Linked DNA regions of Zea mays: region 1 is linked to region 2. A link is a contact called in public Hi-C data. All regions are on one chromosome and are shown on one strand. Each heading gives the region's core, a stretch centred on a gene start, on an enhancer-like site or on the middle of the called end of the contact. The rest is flanking DNA. Distances are from core to core; before and after follow the strand shown.

What was found. A called contact is a pair of places that touch in the nucleus more often than the background predicts.
Region 1: a contact with region 2 is called in a Hi-C map of tassel, with 5 times the contacts expected there. The contact joins the promoter of LOC100273421 here to the promoter of LOC100279299 in region 2. A contact is called at or near these places in 8 of 25 Hi-C or Micro-C datasets (ear, endosperm, leaf and 2 more).

What each region holds. Positions count from the first base shown.
Region 1 is chr9:75,841,104-75,846,819 of Zm-B73-REFERENCE-NAM-5.0, forward strand. LOC100273421 reads right to left here and starts at 4,312. Exons shown (of 10, transcript NM_001147858.1): 1 at 4,184-4,312; 2 at 3,974-4,079; 3 at 2,798-3,084; 4 at 2,650-2,709; 5 at 2,526-2,578; 6 at 2,319-2,441; 7 at 2,127-2,196; 8 at 1,927-2,005; 9 at 1,710-1,791; 10 at 1,364-1,586. The coding sequence starts at 4,214. The coding sequence ends at 1,560.
Region 2 is chr9:75,672,463-75,679,080 of Zm-B73-REFERENCE-NAM-5.0, forward strand. It overlaps LOC100279299, which reads right to left and starts at 4,919. Exons shown (of 20, transcript NR_173990.1): 1 at 4,306-4,919; 2 at 4,048-4,091; 3 at 2,314-2,372; 4 at 2,142-2,214; 5 at 1,946-2,007; 6 at 1,779-1,854; 7 at 1,568-1,647; 8 at 271-342; 9 at 96-179.

The DNA of each region.
Region 1 (5,716 bases), core at 3,062-5,561, 170 kb after region 2:
ACGCGATTCCTCCCGAGGTCGAGGTTGAGGCCGAGCCCACGGGTCGGGCGAGGCGGAGACCACCTTCCGAGGCCGAGGTTGAGGCCGAGCCCTGGGGTCGGGCGAGGCGGAGTCCTCCTTCCGAGGCTGAGGTTGAGTCCGAGCCCTGGGGTCGGGCGAGGCGGAGACCACCTTCCGAGGCCGAGGTTGAGGCCGAGCCCTGGTGTCGGGCGAGACGGAGACCTCCTCCTGAGGTCGAGGCCCAAGGTCGGGCGAGGCGGAGCTTCCTGTTGTGCCTGAGGCTGAACGTAGCCGTTGTCAGCCTTACCCTGGCGGGTGGCACGACAGTCGGAGAGGGGGCGAGCGACACTATTTTCCTGTCAGGTCGGTCAGTGGAAGGGCGAAATGACTGCGGTCACTTCGACCTTGCCGACTGAGGCACGTGTGTCAGGATAAGGTGTCAGGCGATCCTCGCATTGAATGCGCCTGCGATACGGTCGGTTGGTGAGGCGATTTGGCCAAGGTTGCTTCACTACGAAGCCTATCCGAGCTGGGCTTCGGGCGAGTCGAGGGTGCGCTTGTTGCTTAAGGAGGCCCTCGGGCGAGGCGTGAATCCGTCTGGGACTACAGTTCCCGCCCGAGGCTGGGCTCGGGCGAGGCGAGATCGCGTCCCTTGAGTAGACGAAGCCTTGATCTGAATCATGCCCATCAGTCTCTGCAGCTTGTGCTGATGGTGGTTACCAGCCGCGTTTAGGACTGTTGGGGGTACCCCTAATTACTGTACCCGACAGTAATCACTCTCGCATCTCCACCTTCGAGTAAGCCGAATGTATCAATGTAATATTAATAATGTCGATATTCATACATGTTTTATAGAATGTAAATATGTATGAATTAAGGAAATGTAGTTACTGCCTCCATCCTTTTACATTCTCATTTGTATATTAAATGATGAAGGTAAGTCCTTATTGACCTTCGTGTGATGAGCATTATTCCCATATAGATATAATGCTTTGAAGGATGAAGGTCCATAATAATTAACAATTGATGTAGTAGTGTAGTGGTAAATAAGGTTATACTCTAGAGAGAGGTTGCGAGTTCAAATCTCACCATTCACATGTAAATTTGATTTAAAAATGGTGAAAAATGATAAGACGATAGGTAAGACAATGACAAAGTGGTTGAGGAGAGTTGTTCCCCTTAATTTTAAAAAAAGCTTACCGAGTCTAAAATAGATTTTCCATATTTACTACTAGTGTCGAAGAGCAGTTCGGACAGGTGGAACTTTCGCAACACCACAAAATCTGGGAAGTAGAACAAAAGGAGAGGCTCGCTTATTGTAGCACTGGAAAAAACAAGAAAGAACCAATTCACGCACTTGGAAGGAACAAACGCAGGCAACTTTTATTCGAAACGGCATGGGTACTCCTCTCAACTCTGTAAAAAAAATGACCGTACATGGCACACATACTGTATTCGTAGTCTATATATATGTATATGGTACATGGACACTTGGAACGACAGCTCTTGGTGGGGCCTTGGGGTTCCATCCATCCAGGTCCAGGCCAGGCCGCCCCTTCTCACCATCTTAGCTTGGCCGGGAAGTACTGCAGGGAAAAAAAAACAAGAATTCAGACAAGTAAGCTCAGATCACTATATGAGAACGTGGTTCTGGTTCTGATTCAGCCGACGACGCCAAATAAATGCGTGGATACATTACAGATGCATACCTTGTCGATTAGGGACATGTAGTAGGGCTTCACCTCCTCCACGTCGATCCTGCTGTTGCTCTTGCTGTACAGGTCATACTTGCTGCAACAAGAGGGGAAAAGAGACAGCCAACGAACGCCAGTTGTTAATTATATATACTCATCTATAAAGTGTCCACGTCTCGTCCATATATATCAAGTATGCGCAACCAATTGATCTGGTGCTGTCTTGTCTTACTTGAACACATGCAGCCACTTGAGGTTCTCCTTGTCCTCATCGTCCATCAGGTGTGTGTAGGCTCCATGCTTGTGCAGGGCTGCGTGCATATATGTATATATAAATGCATGCATCCTGATTTAACCTTCTTTTTTTCGCTCCGTACAGTTACAAAAAGGGAGGGATCAGCGAGCGAGAGGGGCAGGGGGGAGGGCGCTTACGGTAGAACGAGTGGTATCTGATGATGAACAGCCCCGCGGAAGGAAGGGTGCACTTGTTCTCCTTGGCCACCTGACGAGATGAGATGAGATGAGCACACGCACATGCATGCATGCCATGCCAGGCAGCGTTTTTCTTTTCTTTTCTTTTCTTCTCCCTTCACGCGGCACACACTACGCAATGTGGATACTGACCAGGTACATGTAGTCGTCGTGGCCCCATGACATGAGCACCTTGTTGAGGCCGCAGCCCTCCGAGTAGACCCCCAACTTGGTGTTGAGCTTCGGGTTGTGGTAGTCGGGGTTCTCCTTGAAGTACTGCGCAACAGAGTCAGGGCAGGGCGGTGAAGATGAAGAGAGGAGAGCACACTACTGAAGCCTGCAACTGCAATTGCTTACTACCTTGAAGTGGACGTTGCACTCGTCGTATGCGCAGCCGACGGGGAAGGTGTCACCTGAAAGCTACAGGTTTCAGAGGAGGAATTTTGAGTATTATATTGCATCGCCAAGATTTCCCCTTGCTTACCGACGACAGCCCACTGAGGGAGCTCCCCGAAGCTTGGGTGCAGCAGCACCTTGCCCAGGTCTGAAAATGACAGTGAGTTAGATTAGAGAAGCGTGGCGACGACAGTTGCATCGGCAGTAAGCAAGCAAGCAAGCAGTGCAGGCCATACCGTGGATGAGTCCGGTGAGGTGGAGCCAGTCCTCGTCGGGGTAGTCCTTGCGGATGGCCTCGGCGGTCTGCAGCAGGTGCTCGATCTGGGGCATGTCCAGGTCCGGGTCGCTGTCGTCGATGAACTCGTTCAGCAGCTCGATGCACTCCCAGATGCCCATCTCCGTCTTGTCCAGCCGCCCGTACTCCGCCCGCATCCGCGCCACGAACTCGTGCGTCTGCCTCACGTGGTTCACCCGGTAGAACTCCTCTACCGTCTGCTTCCGCTCCGACTCCGCGTCGTAGTCCCTGCACCAAGGGTCAGGAGTTCCCGGTCGTTCATCAGCTCCTGCGTTCTCATTTTTTATTTTTTCCCAAGGACATTAAGGCCACACAGCTCAGTGCAAGGAAGAAAAAATTAGTCCGGGTTCGCTATGTATAACTTAAAAAGATAATATAAATAAATCCACCGTGTTAGCATAGTCACAGTAGCCACAAAAATATCGTTGGTGCTTGTGGGGCCGCTGTCGTGGACACCCATAAATCTTTGGGGGCGCACATGCCAAGTTGTTCCTTCATTTGGCAACCTGCTTGTTCAGATGCCTTTGGAAACAAAACTGTATCACTCGGAACGTAAAACTTAACAATAATTTCGGTGGGATGGCAAATTCCTCAGTAATTTCGGTGGCAAATTCCTCAGTAATTTTGCTGGAGCCTGTACGGCAATGCAGCGGTCCAGCAGAGTGGAAGCGGGCAGCAAAGGCCTTTCTCGTCCGCCGACTTCGTGTGTGTTTTGTGATGACAAGCTTGTTGGCAGACAAATAATTTTTATCCTGCCAAGTAAAAATGTGGATTTGCCCGAGTGTCTTTTTATGGTTACTTTATCATTAAACACAAGAGTGGAAAAATGCGTCACGTCACGCGTCTGTTTCCGTCTTTGACTCGGAACGAGAAGCACACAAGTGAACTGATCTGAGGTACTATTTATTATCAATCCACGTTGACGTAGATTAAAGTAAAAATTACTTTAGTTTTCATCTTAAAATCCACCTCAACACGTATTGGTTAATTCCATTATATAAATATGTGCATATCTAGATAAGCCCCAATCTTCTCTGCTTGCGCCTGGCCTTTGAGTTTTGGCGTCGACGTACGGATCCCCAAGAACCCACCGTAGCAAATCAGTAGGCTGTTTCACCTGAAGGTATTGCCGAAGGCGTTGGCGTCCGGCACGACGAAGCCGGCGTCGAGCACCAGCTCCGCGGGGTCACCTCCGCCGGGGACTTTCCTCTCCGCCACCGCATCTGCGCCATGACGACCATTCATCGCCATGAAACGAAACTTCCCAATAGGCAAACAGGGGAGGGAGAAGAACACGAGCGAAGAAAGAAAACACAAAAAAGCTCACCGAGCTGGGGCTGTTCAATGGTGATCGTCATCTTCTTCTCTGATCGTCGCGAAAAGAAGAAGAGGAAGAAGAGGAGGAGGGGGCTAGCCTTGGCAAAATGGCAGCACGTAACAGAGTCCAAGAACACGGCTACGGCAACGGTGGCGGCTTTGGTTCCTCTGGAGGCAAAATTCGCACGGCATTTATAGCTGGAGGTCCGGGGTGGCGCTGGCCCCGGCTGTCAGCCGGCAAGGTAGCTTGCAACAGCTGTGGGTGACGCGGCACGGAGAAGAAAAGCCGGAGCTAGCCGGGGGATCCGGATTTGCTAGGACACGGGAGTGACTCAGCCATGGCGTGGAGCTGCGTCTGTGGGTGACAGCGACACCTTGCGCTCTTTGCGGTAGGTATACTGCCCCTTCTTTCTCCCTGCGCTTGCATGCTTGTTATCGATATCGACCGACTAGTTGTCTATTTTTTTCTTCTCTTTTCTCCTATGGAGTATTCATTTAATTTTCTCTCTTCTTTTCTGTCTGCTCTTCCTTCGTGCATGAAGCGTTGGAGTAGATACTCGTATCAGTGTTTAATTGAGGAGCGGAGAAAAATGAAACATCTTTATTCTAATTTTTTTGGATATTTGGTATCCAACAAAAGAGAAACGGAATGACTCCTGTGGTCTCTATTTGAAAATTTATTATAAATAGTTATAGTGCTTTCGCTCCACCAAAGTAGTTGGACACGTGAGCGCTTTCTAGTACGTGATCGCTCTCCTCTATCTTCTCCGTTCTACACTCATATATGGCTCTCTAACCTTTTACCAAACAAAAAATAGAGTGACTTTATTCTATTTGCCAAACGAAGAATAGAACGGCTTAATTTAAAAAACTGAAATACAACTGATCTGTTCTAATTGACCCTTCAACTAAACACACCATAATTGAAGCATAGCCTGGAGCAAGGTTACTAGACCAAAAAAACTTGGGGGGTTGGGCATATCGGACCTGAAAAAAATGAATTGGGCTCTTAGGCTGCGCTGGCTCTGGCTGCAAAAAACTGATCCTGACCGGCCTTGGGCTTCCTTTGATATAAAAGCTCACCCTTCAGTGAAGGCCTCTTTCTCGGCAGCGGTTTCCTCGGTGGTGGGCAACGGTAAAAACACTTTGTTTTGGACTGATAAATGGATTGATGGGCAGAGTCTTTGTCAGTTGGCCCCCCACCTGGTCAAGACGGTCTCTTCTAGGGCTAAAAAGAGGAGTGTGCACAATGCTCTCACAACAAGGGGATGGGTGCAGGACATTCGAGGTGCTATCACCCTTAATGTTCTAGCTGATTTCTTCAAAGTGTGGGATCTCACCGCTCACTGGGAGTTACATCAGGATCATGATGATAAGCACATTTGGCTTCTCTCTAGCTCAGGTCTTTATTCCACCAATTCGGCATACACTGGTTTCTTTTTTGGATCAACAACCTTTAAACCCTGGGAGAGGATTTGGAAGGCTTGGGCGCCTGGTAAATGCAAGTTCTTCATGTGGCTTGTGGCTCATGGTCGCTGCTGGA
Region 2 (6,618 bases), core at 3,669-6,168:
TCCCATCAAAAAGAGTGATAACTAGGTTTACACGGCGTAATTAGACAGCTCCGAAGTACACATATCATAATGCATACAACAGAGATGAAACTCACTGTAGCCAAAATACCACAAAGAAACATGAACAGCATAATTTGGAGCATTCCTCCGAGAACAGCAACAGCACGAACAACTCGAAGCTGACACAATGTAAAAACAGCACTACGTTAACTTCAGATCACAAATGGTGTTACCAACTTAATGAGGGAAGAAATGTTAAAAGTAGAGTACTTTTGCAGTAGAAAACTCAAGTCCCAATGCAAACAGGAGAAATATCACACCAAACTGGGCTACCGTTTCAACCTGGAAAAGAAACATTAGAATATAAGAAAATGCCATACTTAAAACCATGGAGTGCTTATGTACATCTTAATATCTTATATAAATTGCCATTACATAGTAGGCAGCACAGAATAACAGAAATCAGTTGCACGTCTCAAAGCTCATACATAAGATAATTGTAAGGACAGGTGATTTTAGAATGAATGAAATAGTGGAGCGAAGTTATCCAGATAGAAAATAAACTAAGCCATGCTGTAAATATATAAATACATATATAGAAGAACTGAGTGCGAAGTATAAGAGAATGACACACTTAAAAACATGGTCTACTTATGTACATCTTATCGACATTGCCATTGCATAGTAGGCAGCACAGAATAATAGAAATCAGTAGGTCTCGAAACTCATAAGCAATATAATTGTAAGGAAAGCTGATTTAGAATGTATGAGATAGTGGAACAAAGTTATCCAGGTAGAAAATGAACTAAGCCAAGCTGTAGATCAGTGTGTAGATATATAAATATAAATATGAATATGAATATATATATATATATATAGAAGAACTGAGCGCATACACACACATCATGTTAGATATATGATGGGAGGAGAGATAAGCCAGCAAACATATGTGTTATGGACATTTTTGTTGGGCGTCAATACCAGCAGCGCCAGCCAGGCTGCAGGGGCAAATCGCCCAAAACTAGCTGAAATCAGATCAGCAGTCTAGGAGGATTTTTAGATCTGATTAGTCAGGTTTCTATAAATTGGCTGGAATCATATCAACAGTCTAGAAGGATTTTTAGGAGATCTGATTAGTCAGATAGATTGATCTATTTCCATCAATTAGATGGTTTCTATCTTCTGCTAAGTACTTCCATTTGGTTGTTGAGTCTTTCCATTAGTAGTTGGCCTCCTATTCCATAAAGGAGAGCAAGATGTATCAGGTTTTGGCATCGAAGGAAATAGAACTCCCTACACAGGGGCTGCTTCCTGGGTCACCCTGGTCGATAGGAGCAGTCCTCCTCTTCCTCCTACCCCCTGCGCTCTCTGCCCCATTCCCGCTCTTCTCCTCCACTCCCCTCTCAAGAGGCCAAGGAGGCAATCCCGCATCAAAATGTTTTAGCACAAGTCTACAGGCAGTTCTCTTCTATACAGGTTTTCAAGGGCATGCATATTCATCCATTTCGAAGATGTAAGCCATAAAGATTAAAAAGGTTGGAAAAAGCAACCCCAAAGGTGGAAGCACCTTACTTGCACCATTTCATTGACAAAGCTAAAACCTCCAGGCCCAATTATAGATCCTGCAAGTAGATAACCTGTAATCACCTGCAATATACTTTGAATTGTAGGTTCATGTAGCTTAACCTTAAAGATACAACATTTTGAATAGACAAATTATGTTTCAGGCTGTTAATGATGATATAGAAAGTAGAGAAAATAAAAGTACAGGTACTCACAGGTTGCCCAAGGCAAGCAAAAGCGATTCCACCACATGTAGCAGACACGATAACAACAACAAGATCTGATATCAATCTACAAACAATATACATTCAACAGATAAGTTTCCATGCAAAAAAGATATTTTCATCCAACACATCAAATGACTGAATACTGAGTAGCATACCTAAGGTCCAGCTGCAGCACAGGGTATTTTGACTTTGGGTTTGATATGATAAAAACATTGTCCTGGGGTAAAGATTGGATTAACAGAAAACTGTAATTAAAAAACAGTCACAACATGTCCACAACACTATGCCCAACATGTATGCCACATGTGCAGTAACTTGACAGAAAATTCCATCCAGCGGATGTGATTGCACCTTCCGATCAATCAATGTGGGAACATCTTCTTGCTCAGATCGATCCAAGAAGACCTCCTTAAAAGGAAATGACCTGATGAAACAGAATGACAATTTTAAACTCTATTACACATTTTAAATGTATGGTTAATTTAATCTAATAGAAATAATGAAGAGTGGATTTGCAGCATACTTGTTATCTTTGGTTTCATTCTTCTTTGTTACTCTTCTAGCTACAGTTTCAAGAACTCCCTGGTACAAGTAGAAGGAACAATATGGGCAGTTTGTATTACATATTTGTGATGTGCAAGCACCAAATTTTCTATGTACAAGTGAACACATTGATGCATTGGAGTACATATATGTTCTTCAAGTTTTACAAAATCCAAATAAAGGACCACAGATCACTATGTTATGTCTGACAAAATAGATGTTGTAACATCTTGCTTCTTGTACCCAATGTGTATCATGCAGGTTATTATATGCTTTAAACTAAAAGATATACTCCCTATGGTAAAAATATACGTTTTGCATTTGACTTCGCAAGGCCGACATATATCTTTGATTAGTAATTTCTTTTAGAATAGCATTCGTACAATCCTTCAAATTTCTGAGACCTTGCAAGTTCTTTTCAATAAATTCTACATACTTACATAAAAAGGGCCAGACCCAATGTCGAAGGCTCCCACATCAGTGGGGTCTAGAAAAGGGATAAACCGAGGCAAGCATTTCCCCCGCAAAAGCGAAGAGGAGGCTACTCCGAACCCATGACCTGGTGACTCAGTGAGATAGCTCTCACCACTGTAGGTCTGCCCTTCTATTTCTACACACTTGCATATTTCAATCTAAATAATTTAAAAGTTACTGAAGTTTGTGGTTTTAAAGGTTTGAAAACTCGTCCCCGACGATATGTTTTTATAACCAGAGGGAGTATTGTTAAAAATGAAGAAGTAACAAACATGCTAATGGGGATCTGAATTTTTCAAATGGGTTACTAATGTAGCACCCATGTAGGAGATCAAACATGAGCTCCAGTAGGGAAACAGAAATAGGATGTCCAACACTAGATTTTTTCTGTAGCATCTTAGGAACAGAAAAAAAAAACAATTTGTACAGTTGCTAATGCGCACAGTAAACATAGTCATACTAATTACCTCCCATGTGCACAACAAGCATATAGTCATACTTCGGGCATGTTTGTTTCAGCTTTTTTGTTGATTCTGGTCGCCAGAAGCTACTGTGCTGTGGACTGACAAACGCCTAGCTTTTCAGCCCACTTCTATGATAATTGATTTGGTGAAAACCGTCCAAAATCAACATGAATACACAATCGGCTGAATCATCACGATAGAAGGAATCCGTCACTTCCTAGATCCTAAACACTATGTACCCCTTCATATTCCTCCGCACGTAATCCCCACGATACTCAGATTCTCCCTCACAACCAAATTCTCCCCACAACCAGATTCTCAGAAAAGCTCATAAAAAAAGCCGAAACAAATAAGCCCTTAACATTGCCAAGCATAGCACGAAATAAACAACATCCAAGATATTGATGTCCCTCATCAGCACTAGGAAAATGCCGATCAAACAACATAAAGCAAAATGATCATATAAAGTCAAAGTGCCCAAAAGCTATACAATGATGACATATGGATGGGTCATTGAATGCTAGAAGGTTGCAACATAGATATACTAACGACAGGGTCAAGGCTCCATAACTATATACTAGTAGATTCACAAGTGTAGGAATCAGGCACAGTCCAGTCCAAAAGCGAATTTCCTTTCCTTCACAAATCCCAACATGCAAGTGGTGAGAAAAACACCCAAAAAAAACTAGTTGTGGCAGACCCAATGTTGAATCACAGAATCAAGATTCCTACCAGCAAAGGGGCGCCACACAAACAAAATGGCGCAACGAACTCACCTGCTTCTCAGCTACCGTGTTGTTGAAGCTACCAGGATCGGTCTCTGCAAGACCAGAGCACAGATTAGCACAAGCAACTCCAAGCCCAAACCGGGACCTCCATTCTCAACGTCCCCACACGCTGCAACCCACCAAGGCCGAGATCTAAACAGCACGGCCACCGACACTCGCACCCGCCCTCACCCACACACCCGCCCGTAGAACCAGATCCCGCCCGAACGGATCGATGAACACCGGGAGTTGGCCAGATCCACGCACCTCCGCCGCCCTGCTCGCTCTCGGACTCCGGGAACTCCTTCTCCAGCGCGCGGTCGATCATGTCGGCGAGGCTGCCCTCCTTGGCCTCCGTGGCATTGCCCTGAGCCACCACCTCGCCGCCGGCCTCCGCCACGGCCACCCCATCCCCGCGCGCCTCCGCCTCCGCCTCGACCTCCGGCTTCCCCGCGCGGCCCTCGTGCCCAGCGCCGCCGCCGCCGCCGCCGCCGCCGCCGCGGCCAGCGGCCTCGGCGGCAGCGACCGGGGAAAATGCTACGGCCGCAGCGAGGAGCAGGCCGCAGACGACGAGGAACGGGAGGGGTGAGGAGGAGCCCGGGTGGTTGCTAAACCGACGCGGCAGCATCGCCGGCGAGGGGGTGGGGGTTTGGCAGGCGAGCGGGCAGCGCGTCGGAGTCCGTGTGAGGGCTGACTGGCCGTGGCCGGCTCCGCTGGGGTTTAGATTTTCTGGAAGGCGACGGAGCGTGGCGGTGACGGTGTGCGCCGCTCGTGACGGTGAAGGGACGCACGCGCTCGCGTACGACCAGGCAGACGCAGTCAGACAGCCAGGAAGCCACAGAGGCGATGGGGTCGGAGGAAGACGCTTTGCGAAGTGTGCGTATTGTGTAGCGTTGTGAGTTTGTGACGCTGTGGCAATTTGTAGAGGACATATCCTGTGCAATCACTCATTTTGGTGCAAGCGTGCAATCAAACTATCCAGAGCATCCAATTCAGATCCAACGATTTTATATGGAAGGGGTTAAAAGTAAAATAGGTACTATGTTTTAGGTGGAAGGGGTTAAATATAAAATAACAATCATCATTAGATCTAGATCGGATACACCAGATCGCTTGATTGCATGCTTGCACCAGGATAAGTGATTGCATAGGATATTTCCCCCCAATTTGTAGGGGGTTTGTTTTGTTGTATGGAGTTAAAGCAACTCCAGTAATTCTTATAAGAAAGTTTCCAATAATTCTTATAAAAATGTTTCCTAAGAGCATTTTCAAAAGTCTTTCTAAATTCCACTCTCTAAATTATTATTTACAGACATAAAAACAGTTTTTATATCTTTTCAATTTCTAATAGTCTTTCTATATTTTGTTTACACTCTAGACAGCTATTCACGTTTTCTATATTTTACTAGCGAGAAACCTATAATGGAAGATTTCTATATTTGGATATTCATTTAGATGAGTTGTTGTAGGATACTTTTTTTAAAAATATATATATTTATATAGATTAGAAAGAATATAGAGAGCCTTTTAGAGTTGCTCTAAACTCGTGTTTAGTAAGTTACTAAATAGCTATTAAAAGTAAAAAATAGCTTGATATTCAATAATTCCTAATATTTAGGGAGTAATTCAATTTTGAATCTAGTTTTGACATGGCTGCTCCTGTCGAACCTAGCTAGTGATGGGGTCGAGAGTAGATGTCGAGGTGAAAGGTCTCTTGTGGTTTTTGGTGTTTGGATGATAACACAATTAAAGGACTGACCAAGGTGTTAAGTGTTGAGTAGGTACTTAGTGTAGAGCTTATAAAGTTCAACACAAGAAGTCTTGCGTCATATTGAGATATTCTATATATGCTGAGATGAATATCATGGGCGGAGCTAAGGCCCGGACAGGATGGGCTGTTGCCCGGGCTTTATCTCTTGCAAAAACCTATTATATCTAGGTAATGTTTTTCTTTTTTTTCTTGGCAGCCGTCCATAATTTCTCATCTGATGGCATGGTCATGTGTATCCGCTGCCGCTGCTTGCTGGATGCCATGCTTACAAACAGATTCTACACCGCCAAAGGTTGTATGGCCTAACTTAATTTTCTTTTCATATGGGTTGTACGAGAGCAGACTCCGCCCACACTCATGCACATTTTTTGTTTGCGCCAGAAAACAACAACGATAATGTCAACAGTCATCTCATTTAGCTCATCTCCACGATAATAGCAATGTTGTCAATGCCGACCCAAGCGATAATTAGCTTGAATCATTAATTTTTTTCTGCTTCATATCCAAGATCACGGTGCTCAGAGGTATTTCGAGTCATACAGATAAATGGTTCGATCACTTGGTGCTGTGTTAGTGTTACATTAAGTGGAAATTATTTAAAGCATTTGATAATTATACAATAACACAACGTCATAGCATAAAGACTGAAAATGAGACTACCTCGTGTTATATGAGATTAGCATATTATATACATGCAAGCAAATTTTTAAGTACTTTGCAATATACATGCAGAATATTTATGATTTTTTTACATTATGTAATCTTTTTAAGTTGCCCAGGCTTCCAATAAATTCTAGCTCCGCCACTGA